Regions from separate parts of the Zea mays genome. Here regions 2 and 3 are each linked to region 1. A link is a contact called in public Hi-C data. All regions are on one chromosome and are shown on one strand. The core of a region is the stretch at or near the end of the contact, and the rest is flanking DNA. Distances in the headings are between cores, read along the strand shown.

Region 1 (4,857 bases), core at 1,010-3,509:
CTGGTTTGCTACTTTTGGTTACCCTACAAGGGATAAAATTGATTATTATGCTTATAAGTGTATGGGATTGTAGATAATGTTGATAAGAAAAGATGAGTGATACCACATACTTATTTTTTAGTGTTGGTCTTTTCCTTTTGCATGATCATCTAACTATGTCCGTCGTCTACTGCTCGCGGGAGCCGGCGAGGTGCCTGCTAGACTCGGCGGAAGTGGAGTTTAGTTACGATGCCGACATCAGCCTCGTGTCCGTCGACTTGCTCATGCCGGACCAGGAGTTGTACCGATGGAGGCTGGAGATTAAGGTGTAGGCCGTGACACGCGTGCGCAGGAGTCGGTGTCGGCGCTTTTCTTGGGACTGATTAATTCTAAGTTGGACGACCATTGACATTTGTGATGTGCACGAGATGTATTGTGGTGTCTCGCTGTATAATTGGTACTGGGAGTATGTTTTGCTATGTCCGTATTTATATACCATGTGTGCTCTGAATGTTGTATAATACTATATAATAAGACCATCTCCAGCAGCTTACCCATACTCATATTGAAACCACACTCTACAAACAATACAATCTACAGTGCAAAAGGTGTTTTTGTGATCATATGGGTGAACTATTGTACATTGCACCTATATGATCACTAAAAACACTGTTTTGCATCGTTTTATATTGTAGATTGCACTGTTTATAGAGTGTAGTTTGAATATGGGTATGGGTGTAGTTTGATCTGCTGGAGATGGTCTAAAGGATGATCTCCTTCAATAGGAATCTCTTATCTAAACAATAAATGTTTTTAATAGGAACCTCTTATTCATTTCGATCATGTATTATTAACTTAGGAGATGCCTATTTCGATTAATAATGACATTGAGCCAAATTTTGGTTATTCGAAATGGTAGACTTCAACATTTATTATGATTATTATGTTGATGCTTGATAGCATCACTAAATAATGACCTGCGCGTGCACAAGTGCCCTCTGTTGCAACGCACGGGCATATACCTAGTGAGATGTGAAAAAAGTTATCGGAGACTGTGAGTTGTTAAAATGCTAAAAACTATTATGTGAAAACCACTAAAAGTAATTTTATGTACGCTTTCACAGTTCCATCCAAAAGACGATAAAAGTAGGTCTAAAGATGCTTTTAGTTTTACAATAGGAGAAAGTCCTTTGGCTTAACTTTTACGAGGCAAAAGACAAAGCTAAAAGTCAAACTAAACAGATTAGTTTATACCGAACTATAATAGCTCTATCTTGATTTTCCATGCACTCCAGTCGGTGCGCTATCGCAACAACTCCCAAATCAAATGTTATTGTCTTAAATATTTTCAGATTTCACCATATTTATAAAATATAAATATGGTATCAAAATCTATGACATCAAATTAATATATTTAGATGTATTATTATAAAATATATATTCATACATATTTATTTTTTGATGTTATAGATATTGTACTTTTTTCTATAAATTTGATTAAATATAAAAAACTGAGTTAAGATCTAAAACTCACATCAAAGAGGAATGGTTTGAAAAAACTTTTAAGGTTCTTGCTAAAATCAGGTGACTAAAATTTAGTTTTTTCACAAAATTATTTTATATATTTTAGATTAAAATTTGTAGAATTAGTTTGTTGCAACTTTTATGTATGTAATCTATAATTTTTAGTCTTAAAAATAAATACATAGTTAGATAAAATCTAATTTGAGTTGATACAAATAAAATAACAATATCTCACTATTTTTATGATCCAAAAACAAAAGATTAATTGATATAATACAAAGACAAATAAAACATCATACATAATTATTTATTTGTACTAATGATGTAAGAATATTATATAAGATTATCTTAAAAGTTACTAGAAAATGTTAATTTAAAGAGGCACAATGATTTAGAGGTGTTTAGGATGACTTCAGATTCTAGCTCCAATGTAAAGTTATTGTTTATAATATGACTTTAAATAGTTTTAAAAATATTTTTAATCTAAATAATAAACAAAATAACTTATCTAGATGTCATCTAAAGACTTCGAACTCTAATTTGACGATTTTCTAAAGCAACTAATAATCTACTTTACCTATTCTACCAAAATTTCTAAAGGTTTTGCCAAACATGACTTTATTATTTGTTTTAAAACTCGTGATATATTGTTAAATATAACGACCCTTTTTCTCCTCTGCACGTGCGGAGAAGGCAGCGACGAAATGGCGTCCCCGCGGAGGCGCGGACCCATCCGAGCCGCGTGCGCGTGATAAACTGATAAAGCCGGTAACAATTTTTCCGTGCTGCCCCACCGCAGCGTCTCGACTGGTCCCCTCCTTCCTCTTCTCTTCCTCTTCCTCTCACATCCCGGACAAATCCAATCCGAAATCATCTCCCCCTCGCCTCGCCTAGAAGAGGAAGGAAGAACAGAGATAAGCGACAACGCGTCCCTCCTCGCCTTCCTCCCGCCTCGAGCTCTTCCCGGAGCAACCGGAGCCACAGACGTCAGGACAGCCTAGCGCGTTCCACGCCGGTGAGTTGCCTCGTCCTCCCCTCGTCTTCCTCCTCTTCTCACGCTTGGCGAGATCCCGATTGACCCGGATCCATGCGAGTATAGCTGGCATGCATTTGGCTCTTCGGTTAATGGTAGGGTGGGGGCGGGCACGCGTGGGTTGGTTGATCGACCGATCTCGCTGTCGCCACCAATCGAATTCAGTGTTGGGCCCTGGGTCGTTGCTCGACTCATCCGATGGTCGGGTTGCTTTGTTGATTACCACCAGGTTGCGATTGGATGCTCATACGTGCCTCGCTTCTTTTTCCTCTTTCGATTCCAGGTATGCAGAACCAGATCATGTGCCATGCTTGCCGGACCCTTCTGCTCTACCCGCGTGGCGCGTCCAGCGTCTGCTGCGCGGTTTGCCAGGCCATCACCACCGTGCCGCCACCAGGTACGTACTGGATGCTTGGTTTCCCTTTTGACTGCTTGCTCCTCTGGGACTGGGACGCGGTAATAATCGCCTCTGGTTCTCTCAACCTGTGCACAGCGAATTAGTTAGGGGTGCATGAGAAACAAACATTTGAGTTTCAGATCATATACGACAATAATAATAATAATGTTTTAATAGTAATAAACTACAGAGTTTCGTGCTATTTGACAGGTATTGTGATTCTATTTACCATACCAACACAAGAAAAATGAAATGGACAATAATTTACATGTCCCAAGTGACTATCCTTTCTGAATATGAGTTATTTTGTTTGGAAAAGTCGGTTGTTACTAAAGTCTAAGCTTGAGCATACCTAGTTTTGCTGTATGCATTCTCTTTGTTTAACATCTGGTTATCAGCTAGGATTCATGCTAGTTAATAATCTGATTAGGTTGCACGTGCACTTGGTTTTCCCTTGCTGTTTTTTTCTGGATGGAAACATAGAAGTTGGAACTTTGCTAAAATAATGGACGAACACTAGATTAAAGAGATTCCGCCGAGGCCCTGCCCTTCAGCGCACCACGGTGAACCGTCCGAACACCGACGGGATCAAGCGCTGCAACCCTGTGTCCCTTGTAGCTTCACTCCCTCGACAACGGCACGCTTGCGGCAGCGAGGAAGCTCTGGATTGGCGCCCCCCTATTCTCTCTCTGTCTCGGCGGGCGCTCGACACGATCAATGGGCGAGAGAGATTACGAGCCATCGGATTGCGGCCCTATATAGGCTTGGTGTGGCGCCCGCGGACACGGCTAGATCCTAACAACTCCCTATGAAATCCCAACAGATTCCCGAGGTTCACAGCGCGATTTGTTGCGTGGCGGCTATCTGGATCGAGTGCATCTCTAGGAGGAATAGGGGCTCCTGCCTGTGTGGTCCCATACGTCAGCGACGTCAGGGATATACAGGCACGCTGTATTACCCTGCCCGCGCGGGCCCGCCCGACAGTGACACAAGAGCGGCTGCAATTGAGAGCACAGGTGGGCCGGCGAGGTGTAAAGCCCAACTGGACGAAAGCAGGTCTGTGGCCGTGAACCAGAGAAACCCACGAGTGGGCCGAGACGTGGAGGAAACGGGTCCGACACCAGGGCCCCACGTGACAGCGTCTTCACAAATGGAGCAGCGCGCGGAAGACGGCTGACACACGGGTCCCCCCTGTCGGCACTTGAAGCCAGCCGGGCGGAGTGTAATTGGGCCAGTGGCCGCGGTTTTGGCTTAGATCTGATATATTTTTGTTTTTTCTATTTTGTATTTCTTTCTTTTCCATTTCCCATGTTCATATTTCGAATTTTGGTTTGAAATTTGCACACACAATTTGAAATGCTCAAGCAATTAAAACTCCAACATGAGATGCAAAATTATATTTGTTTATTTGTTATTTATTTGAGTGAATGACTCTACATGTATTATAAATGAAAGGAATATTCACTCGGTTAAATAGGAAATACTTGTATTGCTTATTTTCCTAAGTTCAAAATTATATTCTAAAATTTTAAAATCTCAAATTTAGATTTGAGGCATCAAAATTCAATATTACTTTTATTTGTATAGCTAGTTAGAAGGATATGCTGTGATAAAGATTCACGTAGTAATAGATGCTAAATTTTATTTCTCGAATGATGAAGAAACTTCCAACTATCTTAAATACATATTTTAGGGTTTACACTCGTGCGCCTCCCTGGCGGTGCCCAGGGTGAGGCTGGGCTTGGGCCTCTGTTGCCCCTCTAGGGTCGTCGTGGTGGCCCATATTTTGGTCTGCGACACCTTCACACACTAGTTTGATGTTCTTTTTTTTTAACTTGATTATTGCAGGATTGGAGATGGCTCAGCTTATATGTGGTGGCTGTCGAACTTTGCTGATGTATACTCGCAGTGCAGACACCGTAAG
Region 2 (4,857 bases), core at 1,553-4,052, 250 kb before region 1:
CCATGCTGTGAATGAGGCTGATGGGTCTGTATTCAGTTGCATTGCCTGCTCCCTCCTCCTTTGGGAGTAAGACAATGTTTGCAAGTATTTAGTAGGCCTAGCCTTTCTGTTTGTAAGGCAAACATCTGCTGTAGTGCAGCCAACACATCCTCTTTGATGATGTTCCAAGCTTTCTTCAAAAAATAAACATGTGAATCCGTCCGGGCCAGGCAATGCAAGCTTTCAGTAGGTAGCTGCATAATGATATTCTGAATTTCAGCTTCAGTTAGTGGATCATCAAGGGAATGTAGGTCATGCGTTGGCAGTGGTAAACTATCCCAATTTATGGATGCTGTTCTTGTCGAATAAGTTCCCAGGAGGGACTGGAAGTGGTGCAGCAGTGTCGTTGCTTTGTCGTCGTGCTGTGTAACAGTTCTGCCTTGCACGTTCAGATGTGCGATAAAATTCTTTCTCCTCCTGGAGTTGGCTCTCAGTTGGAAGAGTTTAGTGTTGGCGTCTCCACATCTAATCCAAATGAGCCTTGACCTTTGCCTTGCTTTGATTATCCGAAGAGCAGCCAGCATAAGCTAGTAACCGATTGCTTGCTTTTTTCTTCAGTGCCAATTCCTCTCCCCACATGTGTCTCATTTCTTGTGCTTGGTCCAATAAGAGAATAACTTCTGTAGCAGTTTCAGAATGCAGTTTCAGGCCACCAATTTGCTGTTTGCCTCAAGTCCTTAAGCCCCTAGCTAATCTCCTCAATTTGGTGTGCAACACCCTCAACTTATCAATTGAATGCAATGGTTTAGCCTAGAAGGATTGGACCTGCTGAGGAAAACCAGGCAACCTCACCCAGCATGTTTCCCAGGGAAGTAGAAGAAGGCAATGGTCTGAGGTTGCAGATGACAATGCTTGTAAATGGCAGTTTGGAAATGCAGATTCCTAGGGAACAGTGCAGAAGACATGACCATTTGCAGTCAGAGAGTGGGTGTGGCAGTTCCACTGGACTAAGTAAATGTTCTGCCATGCAGCTTAAATTCCTTCAATGGTAGAGTGTATCATCCTGAAGTTCACCCTGTTGTTGTTTTTCTGATTTGCTTGATAGAACGTTGCGAACATGTAGTAATGAGATGTCCCTTCCAGCAGTGTGTGTGCGAACACGCAAATAGAGATGAAAGAAAAGAGATTCCGTGGATTTAAGGTAGGATGACAGCCAGCGCTTTTTTATGCGTTTTGCTAGAAACGTGAAGAGTTGCACGCAGGGTTGAGTGAGCCATCCGAAATTCCATTTCCGAACCGCACGTGTGAGCGTCCGTTCCAAGAAGAAAAACAACACACTTACACACCCCACTCCTAGCTTTGCATTCCATATATGCATGTACACACGTCAATTACGGCCTAAAATCAACCCAACTACTACCTGCGTGACTCCCATGACGCCGGCGACGGCATCGTCGACGCCGTCCTGGCCGTCCCAGTGCCCGACGAAGCAGTGGTCGCGGACGACAGCCGCGCCGGTGTGCCGACCTGTTTGATAGCCACGTTCGGAAGCGGGCTGCGCCTCCGCCGCTCCTGCTCCTTGACCAGCTCCGCGGCCAGCGCGTCCACCTTCTCGGCGTTCGTCCGCTCCGACAGCCTCCGCTCGCGGAACAGCACCGACTCCACGTTCCGCTGCGCTAGCATCGCTTCGGCGGCCACGGACGCTTCGTCGGTGCGGATCGGGACCAGCGCCTTACCGGCCTGGATGCGCACGTAGTTGCTTCCGCGCGCGCGCCCGAACGCCATGCCCAATGATTCGTCCACCATGTCCGCGACGCCCTCGGCGGTTACGCGCGCCAGCTCCCGCGGCGACGGAGAGCGTGCGGGCATCGGCGTGCTCGAACCGTTGGCGGCGGAGGCGCCGGCGCCGATGGAGAGCACGAGGAGGTCGTCGACGCCGGTGGCGAGGGGGAACTCCTGCTTGTTGTGGAGCGCGTGCGTGATGGCGGTCCCGGCCGGGTTGCACATGGCCGCCACGCCCCCGGACGCCGCGGCGACGGCCGTGAGGCCGTCCACCGACCTGACTGGCGCGACCGCGCCGCCCGCGGCGCAGGCGGCGGCGCAGACGTCGCGCAGGCGGAAGTCGAAGGTGTCGCTCTCGACGGCGTCGGCGCGCGAGAACACGAAGGGCGCGGCCGTGGCGAGGTCGTAGCACGGCACGAGCAGCGGCGCGACGGTGTCCCTCAGCGTGGCGTCCCCGAACACGCGGCGGAGCGTGCGGTCGCCGCCTCGGGAACCGCGGCGGAAGAGCTTCGCCCACCGCCCGCGCCGGCCGCACCAGCCTTTGGTCCCGACGCTCCCGGCGACGAACGCCAGAGCCTCCTGCGCCGAGTACCGCGGCCGGCCGTCGGCGCCCCTCAGGAGCAGCATCGCGGCGAGGACGCCTCCCGCGCCGGCGCCCGCGGCCACGTCGAAGAAGTCCGCGACGCGCGCGTCGGGGTCCCCCGTGCGGTCGCGCAGCCTGGCCTCGAGCCTCGCAAGCGCCGCGGCGGCCAGGAGCGCGTCCTCTGCGCCCGCGCCGCAGCCGTCGATGGCGAGCACCCGCACGCGGCCGCCGTCGAGGAGCGCCCGCGCCGGCGTCCCGGGGACGGACGGGCACCACCCGCCCAGGAGTCTGGTCTCGAGCAGGGAGAAGAGCTGGTGGCTGAGCTTGTCCACACACATGGCTGTCGTCGTGGGTGGCGACGCCGTTGCCGCGTAGGCCTCCATCGATGGTCCAGAAGCAAGCAGACAGGATAGCTAGAGACTGATAACTGATTGGAGCTCGTGAGTCGTGAATGCCGATGCGTCCCAGTCTGCTGCACTAGTCTTTTATAGAGGCTGCTGCCACAGGCTAGCACCGCCACCGGGCGCAAACGTGGCCGCGGGACCACCTCGTCACCGCGCGGTGGGGCAGGGTCACCGACGCCGACGCGGCGGGATTCGGGGTGGTGTCTGGTGGTGTCCCGGGATGGCCAGACAACGGCGGACCTGCGGCGATCGCGTGCGCTGGCACTTGCGGAGTCCCCGGTCAAGTACCTCGGCGTTGTAGGGATGGCAATGGATTCATATCGGATATTGCAAATATCCGCCTGCAACCATATCCACGGTTGCTACCAATATTCGTCCGTAACCGTACCCGTGGGTACAAATTTATATCTATGTCCGTGCCCATCGGATTTCGGACGGGTTTCGGATATTCGTCGGATATGACAGACACAATCATTTATTCAATAATTCAATAACATAATTAGTCAAATTTCTTCCTAATTCACCATCATACACAATTAAAACTTAATAAAAGAATTATTATAAGCATGCGAGCCTTGCTATGTAATATGGGCTAGGCCAAAAATACACGTATCCATATCTGGATCCGTCGGGTCGGATATCCGACGGATATCCAAATCCACGGGTCAAATTGCCATCCCTACGGATGGCTCTAAAAGGCACATCCCACCCCTCTAAGAGGCACAGTCGGACGTTCATGCGCTCGCGACGACCTATTCAGACGAGCACCTTACTCTCAAAACCTAGGCTGAGAGAGAAGAGAGGCCCGCCCTTATAAGGCCACCACGACCCCCTTGACTAGGTGAGGTGGTACTAACCCAGGGCGTGCATACCGGTCTCTCATAATGTGCAGATGCAGTTAAATGACCTATAATGACTTATTTTGCATCCACTCATGCAACCAACATTCCTTGCGTACAGCCAACCAAACAGACGCTCAGCCAAAGTCAACGCACACGATGATTCAAGATAGAATGGTGCGGGTAACCAATCAGGTGTATGCACCGAAATAGGACAGTACAAGACAAGTGGCTCAGATATACTACAGTATATAAAAAAACTTAGCAGCAGAGATAGTAGCACGTTCTATGCTATGCAGAGGATGTATGAATCACACTAGCATAGGAGTATAGGACTGTAGGGATGCTGAGACACAAACACAACTGGGAAGCAGATGAAGCTAACATGTTCGATCGTTGCATGCACGTGTGCGCAGGAAAGCCCGTGGAAAGAGCGCATAAGGGGTAGGGGGATTGGAGAGGAACACGACAAAGGGCAGCGGGCCGGGGTAGATATATAGAGAAGCATCAAGGATTACCACTTCTATTTTGTCTGTGTCGCATAGTTGCAAAGTGAACCTGCAGGTCATGCCCTTATATTGCCAGCACGCATGAGGCTTTGACCCATGTGTGTTAACTGTTAAGCTAGGCTAAAAGCTTGTTTGGGAGTGCTCTGAAACGGGTGTGGCTCCTGCAGAAGCCGTACTAAACGGTGCCAAAAAAATAGCTATCAATTAAGAGGACTAGACACTAGTACACAGAAGCTTTATAGTAACGGTTCTAGAGCTATTTGTACTGGCGTTTTTCAGGGCCGCCAGTGATAGAGGCCAATAGAAATCGACGTTTTTCACTGGCGGTTGTTTTGCAACCACCAGTGGAAATAACATTAGCACTGGCGGACTGCTTAAGAAAACCACATGTGGAAACATGATTTTCACTGGTGGATTTCTTTAGCAGCCCGCCAGTGGAAATAACATTAGCACTGGCAGGCTGCTAAAGAAAACCGCTAGTGAAAATCATGTTTTCACCGACGGTTTTCTTAACCAACCCGCTAGTGCTAAATTTATTTACACTGGCGGTTCATTAAGGCGGGCCCATCTATTTATTTTCACTGGCGTGCTGTTATTGAAACCGTCACTATAAATTTCTGTGTGCCGCCATCTTAGAGCTCTTTTCTACTAGTGAGAGCAACTTCAATAGTTCTCTAAACAACTCTATAAATCACAAATTTAAGAAGTGAACAGGAAAATGCTTCTCCAATAGTTCCCTAAATAACCTTGCTAAATTTAGT
Region 3 (4,857 bases), core at 755-3,254, 150 kb after region 1:
GTGGTTGTGGTTGTGGTGGTGGCGGCGCCGAAGCAGCAGTAGTTGGACCGCCCCGACGAGGACGCCTCGTGGCCCCTGCCGCCGCCCACGGCGTTCGCGTTCGCGCTGCCCACCGCCGACGGCAGCGCGGCGGACCCGGACCCGTCGCCGCGGGCGGTTCCGGAGCCGGACGCGGACGCGCGCCCCGGCGCGCACGCCGCGCGCTGCACCAGGACCTGGTTGCTCCCGCAGATGCTGGACCCGATCGCGCTCAGCATCGACGACGCGCCGGCCTCCGCCCCCGCACGGACGAGGCCCGGCAGGTCCCCTCCGGCATTGTCGCCGCCGTTGGCCAGGCTCATCGTCGTCTGCTGCCTGGAGCAGGACGCGGGCGTCGACTTGGGAGGCGGCATCAGGTCGCACGGGTCCCCCGCCGACACCGCGCACGCCCCGCCGCCGCCGCGCCTGTCGTCCTCTGCTGGGACTGGGACGTCCCCGCCGCACGACTTGCCGCCGGCTTCGGTGCCGGTTCCACCACCAGAGGCCGCCGGCGCCGCATCCGCCGCCGCCGGTGCCGGCGTCGGTGCCTCGCAGAAGAACTCCGAGAAGATGTCCTTGTCCAGCGAGTCGGCCAGCGCGAAGGGGAACCACAGGCCGCCCTCGTCTTCCTGCGGCACGGACGCGGGGGCTGGTGGAGCCGCCACTGCCGCCGCCTTCTCCGGCCTCGGCGGCACCTTCCGGTGGCTCTGGCTCTGCATGACGACATGGCCGTTGCACCATAGCAGCTCGATGAGGTCGTCTTCTTCGCTGCACCAACGCAAGAACACAGCAGAATCTTCGTTATCCTTCCTCCCTCTCCGCGTCACGGTCTCCATGGATCATCAATTAGGGGGGGATCAGAGTAGTGCTCACCCGAGCGGCCTGGAGGTGTCTCCCATGTTGCTCCAATCAGGGACGAACTGGTTCATCGCTCAGATGGCCAGCACAACACAACCATCGATCGATGAGAAGCCGCCAATCACTTCGTGTTCAGTCAGAGCTCACACTGCAAGAAGCAGGGGGAACGTGCATGGGAACTCAAAGCATGATCTTAAAAATTGCTGCCAGCCTTTATGCAACTGTCAATGGAGGAGAAAAAAAACAGTAAACAATGACGTCTCCTGTCCAGGATCTTGCTTGCACCACACAAAAGCCTCTGTTTGACCCCAGATGGAGCAAGCGGTGTGTCACTTAATCTATGCTTGTTCTCTATCTACTATCTGCTATGACTGGCAGCTCTGTTCCAACAAGAAAAAGAGATAGGACGCGGGAATACGATAAATCCGCAGGCCCCACAACAGGGTACACGGATCGGGGGGAAAGCAGGGCATGTGAACAGTGGGGGTGCAAGAACATAACACGCTAACACAGTGATTTGATGGATATATTAAGAGGGAAGAAAACAGAGAAGAAGCGGAAAAAAAAGGAGGATAGGCGTGTGGTGTGGACACCCACATACTCGCGAGGGGAGAAGCACCTGCCTGCTCAGGAGCAGCAACCAAACACGCGGAAAGGTTCTTTCTTTTTGTTATTATTATGTATCGTAGTAATGGAATCGCGATCGATATATAGCAAGAACAGCGGAGAGGAGAGGAGAGCAGATGCTTCGTTGAATTTTTAGCAGAGGACCTTTCTGTCAAGAAGTGTAAAGTTGAGATTGCACGGTGAGAATGGACGGATGACGGTGAAAGTATCATATCAGATTTCGTAAGAAAAAAAAGACGGAGAAGAAGAACAGCTGCGCAGTATGTATTATAGAAGAGAAAGAATTCGAGGGAGAAAGAGAAGCAAGAATCAGAAAAGACCAAGTACCTCTGCAGAGCTAGCTTGGAACCCGGCTTATCGAGGGAGAGCAGACAGCAGACTGCAGAGCGCGGCCTCGATGCTCAGCGCAGACGGTTGCTGCAGGCCTCTGTGACTCGACCTCGCTTCTTCCACCCTCTACAGCCTAGAGCTGGAGCTGTGCTGTGATGAGAGAGAGAGAGAGGTAGACAGCGCGACGGGGAAGTGAGGGAGAGAAGGGAGGGTTGCTTTTATGCAGCGGAGGTGTTGAGCACGCAGAGGCAGACGCAGCAGCATTGCGGTGTGGCTGGACTGAGGTGGATTCCCGCGGACAGGGACGCGCGAGAGCGATGGGAAAGCGGGAGCGAGATGGGCTGATGCTACGGTGTGGTAGAGGAGGTGTAGGGGTCCGGCCGCGCCCGGGGCGAATGATTAGGCGATCGAGCCGGCAGAGCCAGGGCCGCGGGGGCCCCGCGCGGGGGGCCCTTGCAGAGCGGCAGCTAGCGTAGCGTAGCGGCGGCGGCGGCGGCATGTGGATGATGCGGACCAGAAGAGTACTCCTTCGGTCCTTCCCTTACTAATCCTTTAGTAGTAGAGAAGAGGACGATCGGGAGGCGGTGTGCGCGTGCCGTGCCCGTGCATGCCGTTTTGCGCATGCGCCGACACCGCGCAGGTACACTACGGGACTTACCATTTCGAGTAACTAAGACCAACTCCAGCAGCACTCCGCATGCGGCTCCGTATCCGTATTTTGCGGAGTCTAGCACACTATTCATCAGTCCAGCAGGCTCCGCATCCGGCTCCGTAAAACGCACGGCCTGTACCCTGACTCCCCATTTCCACGCTTTCTCTCTTCTCTCCGCAGCTCTCTGCGTGCGCGCGCGCCTGCTGGCGGGCCCCAGGTGTCATAGACTGCATGCGGAGTGGGATGGGGAGTGTTGCTGGAAACGGAGACGGATACGGAGAGGAGAGAGAATGTGTTGGCCGCGCGTTTTAGGGATACGGAGAGGGAGTCTGCTGGAGTTGGTCAACGGGGCCTGTGTGCTAGCTAGCTACGAGCGGACGCTGCTACGTCTACGCTGGTAGCTGCTGCTGTCGGGCGCGGCCACCGTATCTGCGGCTCTGCCTTGCCGGTGCTTCGCCTCGCGCCTGTGCTGACGACGACTGCTGCTAGAGAAGGCACAGCTCAGCTCTCGGTTGTTGCCTGCTCCAGTACTGACGTAGGATGTGGCATTCCACCTCGTTAATCTCTCCCGCCCCTGCTCTCCGTTTTCTCCCGGCAAAGAGAAAGCATTGTTGCCACCAGTCATATATAGTGCTGCGAATATAGTCAAGACTTTTTTTTTTTGCCAGCACGAGCACGGTCTGAAAACAGAAGCCCAAAACACAGTCCAACATGAAATAATATGGGCCGACTAGCACAGCCCGAAGACAGACTTGAGTCGGGCCTTAAATTCCAGCTCGTCGTCCCAGCACGGCCCGCACAGACGGACCAGACTTGGACCGGCACGGCCCAATAAAACCCAAGTTATTTAATTACTTTAATTTGGTAAGCTAGAGACTTTATATTGTTGTGATATTTAGAGTTTATATGGTAAAATGATGTTAGGATTGTTTAATATCTTTAATTTAGTAGGTTATGCACTTTATGTGGTTGTAATATTTTGATTTTATGTGGTCAAATATATGGGCCGGGCTTGGGCCAGCACGGCCCAATAAAGGCACGACATGGTTTAGGGCCGGGTCGGGCCACTGTTTTTACACTTTGAGCTGGCACGACACGACCTAAAAGTTTTTTGGGTTTTTCTGACCCAAACCTGTTTGGCACGAAGCATGATGGGCTTGGGCCGGGCTAGCCCAACCCAATTCCCAGCACCAGTCATATACACAGATAAGCTGCCAGAATAGGCGGGTTGCCATTTGTGTGATCTAGTTTCGATTAAGGCTCCGTTTCATTGTACAGAACTAAATTTTAGTCCCGTCACATATGATTGTTTGATCCTAGTTACAAGTATAAAATATAGTCTAATTATAAAACTAATTACATAGATGGGTGAAGGTCATGAAGAACATATATTTATCATCGACAAATATAAAAACATAATTTCAAATGTAATATCATGCCATTTATTAATTTCGTATTGAATGTACAAACAATATCTAGATACACATTGTATTGATAGCTTCGGCTTGCATGAAGGTAAAGGCGTGAATGCAGTTACAATCCAGCGTGAACAGTACGGGGCTACTGTTCACCTATTTATAGGCAATCGTACAACTTCGTACGATATTATATTCATATCATCGAAGATTACATACAAGGTTTACAAATGTCATGGGGACAATTTTGTCATTTGCACCTAGCAGTTTGAATCAACACCTTCTTCCTACGCCACCTTTCCGCGTCATCGTAACGAAGCTTGCTTCGTCACACTTCCATTGATCAAAACCGAAGCTTTTCTGGTACCGAAGCTCCTGTAACACTTAATAATATATAAAAAACAAGTAGTTAGTCGTGTTTTTGAGGACCTTCGGAAGACGAAGGCCCCCAACAGCAGCCCATCGCAGTATTAGTTTGTTTCTGAAAAGGAAATGGCCTCAACATTTTCTATAATCGATTTTGGTGTTTGACGTCCATCACAAACCGTGTGGACTAACTAGTTTGCCTAGTCAATATTTTCTCAGGTGCATAAAGTTCACATATACATACAAAGAAAATGACCTTGGGGCAATTCTACAAAGTTTGGAGCAAACAAGATTTGGTGCAGCCAGTGGACAGAAGACTTCAACGGTCAATAGTTCCAAACCCCAACGGTCGGGTGACGTGGCACTCACCGGACACTGAACGGTGGAGTGTCTGGTGCACCACCAGATTGTTCGGTGTGCCCGTCGACAGCAAAGTTAGCCGACGGCTAGAATAGTGGTTGGGACTATAAATAGCCCCAACCACCGCCATTCAAGCAATCAAAGCCTCCCAACTTATTTATTCAATACTAGAGCAAAAGAATACACTCCAAAGACACAATCAAAGCATCAAATCCTCTCCAAGCTCCAAAA

Evidence for each region. A called contact is a pair of places that touch in the nucleus more often than the background predicts.
Region 2: a Hi-C map of tassel shows a contact between it and region 1, with 2.3 times the contacts expected there. The contact joins the promoter of LOC100384312 here to the promoter of LOC100285990 in region 1. A contact is called at or near these places in 2 of 25 Hi-C or Micro-C datasets (ear and tassel).
Region 3: a contact with region 1 is called in a Hi-C map of leaf mesophyll, with 2.1 times the contacts expected there. The contact joins the promoter of LOC100281419 here to the promoter of LOC100285990 in region 1. A contact is called at or near these places in 5 of 25 Hi-C or Micro-C datasets (bundle sheath, ear, leaf and 2 more).

What each region holds. Positions count from the first base shown.
Region 1 is chr1:258,428,778-258,433,634 of Zm-B73-REFERENCE-NAM-5.0, forward strand. It overlaps LOC100285990, which reads left to right and starts at 2,260. Exons shown (of 7, transcript NM_001158878.2): 1 at 2,260-2,518; 2 at 2,820-2,933; 3 at 4,782-4,857. The coding sequence starts at 2,822.
Region 2 is chr1:258,179,130-258,183,986 of Zm-B73-REFERENCE-NAM-5.0, forward strand. LOC100384312 reads right to left here and starts at 2,803. Exons shown (of 1, transcript NM_001176867.3): 1 at 1,153-2,803. The coding sequence starts at 2,727. The coding sequence ends at 1,396.
Region 3 is chr1:258,577,207-258,582,063 of Zm-B73-REFERENCE-NAM-5.0, forward strand. It overlaps LOC100281419, which reads right to left and starts at 2,005. Exons shown (of 9, transcript NM_001361494.1): 1 at 1,831-2,005; 2 at 892-1,024; 3 at 1-786. The coding sequence starts at 947.